2 separate regions of the Macaca mulatta genome follow, and region 2 is linked to region 1. A link is a contact called in public Hi-C data. All regions are on one chromosome and are shown on one strand. The core of a region is the stretch at or near the end of the contact, and the rest is flanking DNA. Distances in the headings are between cores, read along the strand shown. Region 1 holds the start of TLN1 (talin 1). Region 2 holds the start of LOC144334642.

Evidence for each region. A called contact is a pair of places that touch in the nucleus more often than the background predicts.
Region 2: a contact with region 1 is called in a Hi-C map of fetal cortex germinal zone, with 2.9 times the contacts expected there. The contact joins the promoter of LOC144334642 here to the promoter of TLN1 in region 1. A contact is called at or near these places in 2 of 14 Hi-C or Micro-C datasets (CD4 T cells and fetal cortex germinal zone).

Annotation. Positions count from the first base shown.
Region 1 is chr15:63,963,391-63,966,622 of T2T-MMU8v2.0, forward strand. TLN1 (talin 1) reads left to right here and starts at 1,539. Exons shown (of 58, transcript XM_077965731.1): 1 at 1,539-1,667. It overlaps CREB3 (cAMP responsive element binding protein 3), which reads right to left and starts at 1,341. Exons shown (of 9, transcript NM_001265647.1): 1 at 833-1,341; 2 at 589-739; 3 at 450-517; 4 at 246-335. The coding sequence starts at 961.
Region 2 is chr15:64,052,057-64,055,235 of T2T-MMU8v2.0, forward strand. LOC144334642 reads right to left here and starts at 1,533. Exons shown (of 3, transcript XM_077965954.1): 1 at 1,136-1,533. The coding sequence starts at 1,462.

The DNA of each region.
Region 1 (3,232 bases), core at 289-2,788:
AATTTTGAGGGTTTTTTTTGTTTGTTTTTTAACAGAACACCAAAATTTGTGTAAGCCCAACGAAAATGAGGATCTGCCTTGCATCTAGCATATTGGGTACCTGCCTCAACTTCCTATTAGCAATAAATCTGCTAAGTTTCTCACCTCAATCCTTTTTTAAAGTTATTGATATAAAGTTAACAGAATTGGCCTACTTGAGACTTTTAATCCCTTTTCAGCCTTTGCTCAACTAACGAGAGTCTTACCTTAGTGAGAGGAAGTGTCTCAGGCAGAATAAGCCCCTCCTTCTCCAATAGACTCTTCTCCTCATCTGTCAGTACCAGCCTAACAATATCCTAGGGTAACCAGAAAGTGGGCGGCAGTTGCATGGGGATGTCACAGAGGAATGGGGAATCCTGCCCCCACCTGAGGAATGTGAGAGTAATCATCCTGAAAATCAAGTCAAGTACCTGCTCTGCCAGCTCCTCCATATGCTGTGGAGTCATCTGGGTCCCCTCTTTTCTACAGCTCTCACTCTCTGCAAAAGGGAACGTATGAATAGCCAGGCCCATGAACCCTGTCCTCCCCCCAAACTTATTTCAGACTCACCTAGATCCATAGAGACAGGTTCTCGTGGGAGGGAGTAGGTGTGGTCATGGTGGACAAGGCAGGGGTTGGAGTTGCTGAGAACGTTCAACGACGACGCTGGGGGACTCAGCAGGGAGCTCAGCAAATCATCTACCTCCCAGTCGCTCGGTACCTGCGCAGGGTTCCAGTGAACAGGCCTTGACCTATCACCATCCCCTGACCTCATGGACATCCCACGCTTTCCCCAGTCAGAACCCCAACGCACCTCAGAAAGCGGCAGCTCCCAGTCCAGTGGGGCCCTCACGGACTCATCGGGCGCCGTCCTCAAATCTCCACTTTCCTCTAGCAGGAAGCCCAGTAGGTCTTGGTCACCAGCGTCCAATTCCAGCTCCATTTGGGACAACTACGGAAAGGGTGGGCTACCGGGCCCCAACGTCCGAAGCCCAGACACGAGCCCCAGGCCAGCTGTAGGCCTCGGGCACCTATCCACTGTCCCTCTACGGCCGGGCTTCCCGGCCGGGGGCTTTCCGTAGCCCTCTCCGGACCCGCCTCCCAGGCTCAATTCTCCTCAGCCTCCAACGCAGCGAAAGTGACGCACCCCACCCCGTGGCACTGTGGGACTTGGAGTTCCCTCCAACTGAGAAGAGGCCTGGGTGCCGCGCCACGTCCCAGGGGCTATGCAAATGTAGGGGACGGCCCTGCTGCCGCCTCGCACCCCGAGGGCGGGGGTTCCGGGGCTCCGGCTCCGCCTTCTCCCCCAAGCTAGAAAAAGGAAGAGTTCTGGCCTGAAAGGGAACTCGGGCGTCGTCTTGGCGTTCTCTCCGGATTGCGCCGCACCCTCGCTTCCTGCCAGGGAGGGGCTGCCGGCCTTTGGCGGCCCCCGAGCATCGAGAACGCGGCCAGAGCAGCTTCCTGCCTGCCCCCCGCGACCATAGAGCGCTGCCCCAGGGCGCCGCCCGCGGGTGGGGGACGTTCCCAGGACGGAAGTGGCCGAGAGAGTGTCGAAGGGAGGGCGAGGCCGGAGCCCGAGGGCGACCCGAGAAGCGGCAGGGCAGCGGGCCGGCGGGCCGGCAGGCGGGGCGCAGAGCCGGGCAGCGCAGGTAGGCCAGACCGGGCCGGGCGGGGGCCTTAGGGTGGGGCCGCGGAGCCTGGCCCCGGGGGCGGGCGGGGCCCTGCCTCTCCTGCGTGTCCGGTTCGGGTCCTGTTAGTTGGAGAGGTCAGCGTCCAGCGCATCTCAACTTGGGCTCATCGTGAAGTAGGCCGTCTTAGGGGAGACAGGCCTCTCCTGGGGGCAGTCCTCTGCCTGGGATAGGCTTTGGGGAGCGTGAGGAGTCGGGTAGCAGCGGGGCGCAGGACGGGGACGGGCTTTGGTGTTAGCTGATAGCGGCCATGTGGGTAGGAAAGCTTTGGGTGAGTTGGGGATTAGGTGGGGTCCGTTTAGGAATCAAGGGTCGCTATAGGAGTTAAAAGCTGGGGTTAAAACTTAAGAGTTAGTAGTGTGAGTCAGGTCCGTTTTAGGTAGGTAAGGTTTAGATTAAGGTCATTATTTTGTTTGCTGGGATGGCCATCATACGTCATAATTTGAGTTCAGGGTCGGGTTAAGGGTCAACAACAGGAATCAGGTTAGAGCCTGTTTGAGGGATTAAAGAATGTTGACATGGTCGGTATTAAGGATAAACAGTGAAAGCGTGAGTTAGGAATCAAGTTACAAATGAACTTTAGGCTTAGGGGTCAACATTTAGGGTTAACATCAGGCGATTTGGTGCTAAAGGTAAAACTTAGATCAGTATCAGGGATCAGGGATTGGATATGAGTCTCTGCTGGGAAAGGGATGAATGTCCAAGCCGGTAGTGGGAATCAGGAAACAAATTAGAGGTGGGGTTAATGTTAGGAATTTGGGGCAACTTTAGGGGTTGTAATTGAGGCTAGCATAGTTGGCCTTGAGCAGATGAAATTTAAGAGGTTGGCAGTAGGTAAATGCCCTTCTTTTGTAGGGAAGTCCTTTATTCCTGTGTAGTTACAGGGGCTTCTTTTCACCCAGAGAGATAACAAACTAATTTCAGGCTAGTGTTCTGGCTTATTGCAGGCATCTGGGATTCCAGCATCTTTATTCCATTCTCTAAGCCTAAGGCCCTTGCTGTGGCCACCACAGTTAGGGGACAGAGATTCTGGACTATGTTGTTTACATACAACATAGGTGGGAAATAGGGACCCAGGATGTACAAGGCCTAGTCACAAGTTGGAGACTGCCTAGGGAAGAAGGAGCTGTTGACTATGGGGGAAGCTGACCAAGGAATCACTGTTGCCACGGGAGAAGGAAATAACTGAATCCCCTGAAAGTTTAGCTTTGCTGTCTCCCACTTCACTTGTTCTCTAGGTATTAAGGCCTCCTCTCCAACTCTCATCCCTGACTCTGCATTTCACATCCATCCTGACTATCCCCTTACAAAATACTTCCCTTGCCTTTAACTGTCCCATGCTCATCTTATCATCCGTTCCCATCCTCAGTTCTACCTCCCTCACCAACCCTTAATCCGCACATCCTACCTGAATTTAGCCTCATCATAACCTGAGCTTTCCCATCATTTTAAATTACTCTCCTACCATTTTCACCCAGTCATGTACCTACATTCCACCTGGTCATCAGCTGAATACCCTACTCCCA
Region 2 (3,179 bases), core at 283-2,782, 89 kb after region 1:
CTGGCAGAAGTGCATTAGGCACAGCCGGAGGGTAGAGTGAGATGGGGGCAATGGTAAGATGAGGCTGGAGGAGCAGACAGAGCCAGACCACACTGCGCCCGTAAGTCATGCCAAGGAGCTTGGGCTTTATCCTGCAGGGGAGGTGAAAGGGAGTCACTGAAGGTTTTAAGCGAGGGATGAACACAGTGAGCTAAAGGCTCTAACTGCAGTGGTTGCTGTGCTGAGCTAGTGGTCAGCAGTCTGGAGTCAGGCAGCATCTTTCAGAGGCTGTTGCAAGATTTAAGCGAGAGGGGATAGTGGCAGTGGCGGTGGGGATGCAGAAGAGGGATGGATTACAAAGAGATGTTTAGGGTTTTAAAAAAAAGCCCCACCTATCACATCTTCCAGCTTTCTGGTTAGAGCCTGTAACATCTGCCAACCCAAATCCTCATTATAATAATACAGCATAGCTCCAAGTTGGTTTCAGCTCTTCACCTTCCTCACCTGGCAATCTCTCTCTCTCTCTCTCTCTCTCTCACACACACACACACACACACACACACACACACACACACCCTCCACCCCTTAAGCCCATCTGTGATCCATCTCTCTAGCAAAAGCTCCAACCTGTTAAACCTTTTCTAGGCTATTTCAAGGTCTAGGCCATCTCCCCAGGGCCTCTGTAGAGGCCGGACGCGCTTGACAGATCTTTCTGAGGCTTGAGGGGCTGAAGAAAGGAGAAGCTGAGGCTTTCACTTCCAAGCTTCTCTTCTTCCCACTTGGAGTGCCACAGGAAGCCACAGAGGAGGAAGCCGTGCGCCTGATTCCGTCCTGGTGATCCCAATTTGAAGGGGAACACCCTTCCCTAAAGCCCACGCCCCTACACACGCCACAAATGCCCCTGGGTCCCCGGACCTCTGAGGACCCCATCCTGGGCCTCCCCAAGAGAGGCCCAGGTCGCGGTTAAGGGCAGATAGCTGGGCCTGCGGGGGAAGGAGGGAGGCTTCGGGGGCGGACACCGGATGCGGGGAACCACCGGCAGCGTGATGTGGGGTTCTGAGGGCTGCGGTGCTTCTGAAGATGGCTCAGCGTCGCGCCAGGTGGACGTGAGAGCTTTACTCTGGAGGAGGCGGGGGTTGGGGTCCCGGCTACCCACCCGGACAAGCCAAGGGCTCAAACGCCCCCAACCCAGCCCACAGATATCGCCGAAGCCGGCCCAGACCCACCCGGCTCGCTGCCTCCGCCCGCTTAGGACTGAGCCCGCAGCGCCGCCGCCTGGTAAGGGGCGGAGTTGCCAACCACATCTGCGCAGGCGGGATGCAGCCTGGCCCGCGGCATCCTGGGAGTTGTAGTCCTGACGCTTCGGGGCCGCCCCAGCGTCTGGTCCCTGACGGCGCGCAGTGAGGACCCCGCGGCTCCCCCCGCAGTCGCCTCCCAAGTTCGCGGAACGCAGCTGACCGACTCCCTCTGGACTAGGTGACATGACTGCTCCCAAGCAGTCGTCTGTAAACTGAGTTTCTGTAAAACATTTTGTTTTATTTTATTTTATTTTTATTTTTTATTTTTTATTTTTTTTTGAGACGGAGTCTTGCTCTGTCACCCAGGCTGGAGTGCAGTGGCGCGATCTCGGCTCACTACAAGCTCCGCCTCCCGGGTTCACGCCATTCTCCTGCCTCAGCCTCCCGAGTGGCTGGGACTACAGGCGCCCGCTACCACTCCCGGCTAATTTTTTTTTTTTTGGTATTTTTAGTAGAGACGGGGTTTTACCGTGTTAGCCAGGATGGTCTTGATCTCCTGACCTTGTGATCCGCCCGTCTCGGCCTCCCAAAGTGCTGGGATTACAGGCTTGAGCCACCGCGCCCGGCCCATTTTATTTTTCATGTGTGATTGTAGCGGGGTACGATTTGAACTTTTTGTTTTCCGTCCCTTAGCCCGGGTCCACTGTCTTCTCTCTCCTGTACCGTCCGTTTTCTTACCTTCTTACCTCATCTCCATCACCGAGGCCCTCAGCCCTGAACACTTGGACTGGGCAGCTTCTCTATTGATTCCTGAACCTGGAATTTAAGACACCTTCCGAGGGCCCCCCTCGCCACACCCTCTAGTTGATCAACTCACAAATACCTGTGATTTCTCTCTCCGTCTCCTTGGCCAGGTACTTCCCTAGTGGACTCCTTTCCCTCACTGGTGTAGCATTCCAGCCAGAAGGAGTGCCTGTCCCCCAGCGCCCCATTCCCAGGGACAGACCCTCATGGGGAGCCCCTAGGGCCCCAGCTGCCCCCACTCTTTCTTAAAGCCCAGCTAGGAGGATAGGGACACACTGAAAACGGAAGAGGAAGGGTCTCCGGGACAGTCAAAGGTTCAACAGCAGGAAGTTCTTTTTTTCTTTTTCCTTTTTTTTTTTGAAACGAAGTCTTGCTCTTGTCGCCCAGGCTGGAGTGCAATGGCAGGATCTCTGCTCACTGCAATCTCCGCCTCCTAGGTTCTAGCGATTGTCCTGCCTCAGCCTCCTGAGTAGCTGGGAATACAGGCGCCCACCAACACGCCCGGCTAATTATTTTTGTATTTTTAGTAGAGACGGGGTTTAGCCATGTTGGCCAGGCTGGTGAACTCCTGACCTCAGGTGATCCGCGCACCTAGCCCTCCCAGAGTGCTGGGATTACAGGCATGAGGCACCGCTCCCACCCGCCCGGCCAGGAAGTTAAGAATTTACTTCTAGGTGGGGAGGGTCTTTGGAAGCCAGCCGGCCAGGGCCCCTCCATCTTTGGCTCTGCTCTGCGGTCTCTCAAAGATGGGTTTAAACTTCCAGCTTGGTTTTATTACAAGGAGGGAAACAGAGCTGGGATGTGGAGAAAGACCAAGTCTTCTTTAATTCTTAATTTTTATGGATACATAGTAGGTGTATGTATTTTTTTTTTTTTTTTTGAGACGGAGTCTTGCTCTGTCACCCAGGCTGGAGTGCTGTGGCCAGATCTCCGCTCACTGCAAGCTCCGCCTCCCAGGTTCACGCCATTCTCCTGTCTCAGCCTCCCGAGTAGCTGGGACTACAGGCACCCGCCACCTCGCCCGGCTAGTTTTTTGTATTTTTTAGTAGAGACGGGGTTTCACCGTGTTAGCCAGGATGGTCTCGGCCTCCCAAAGTGCTGGGATTACAGGCTTGAGCCACCGCGCCCGGCCAGTAGCTGTATGTATTTATAGAGTAC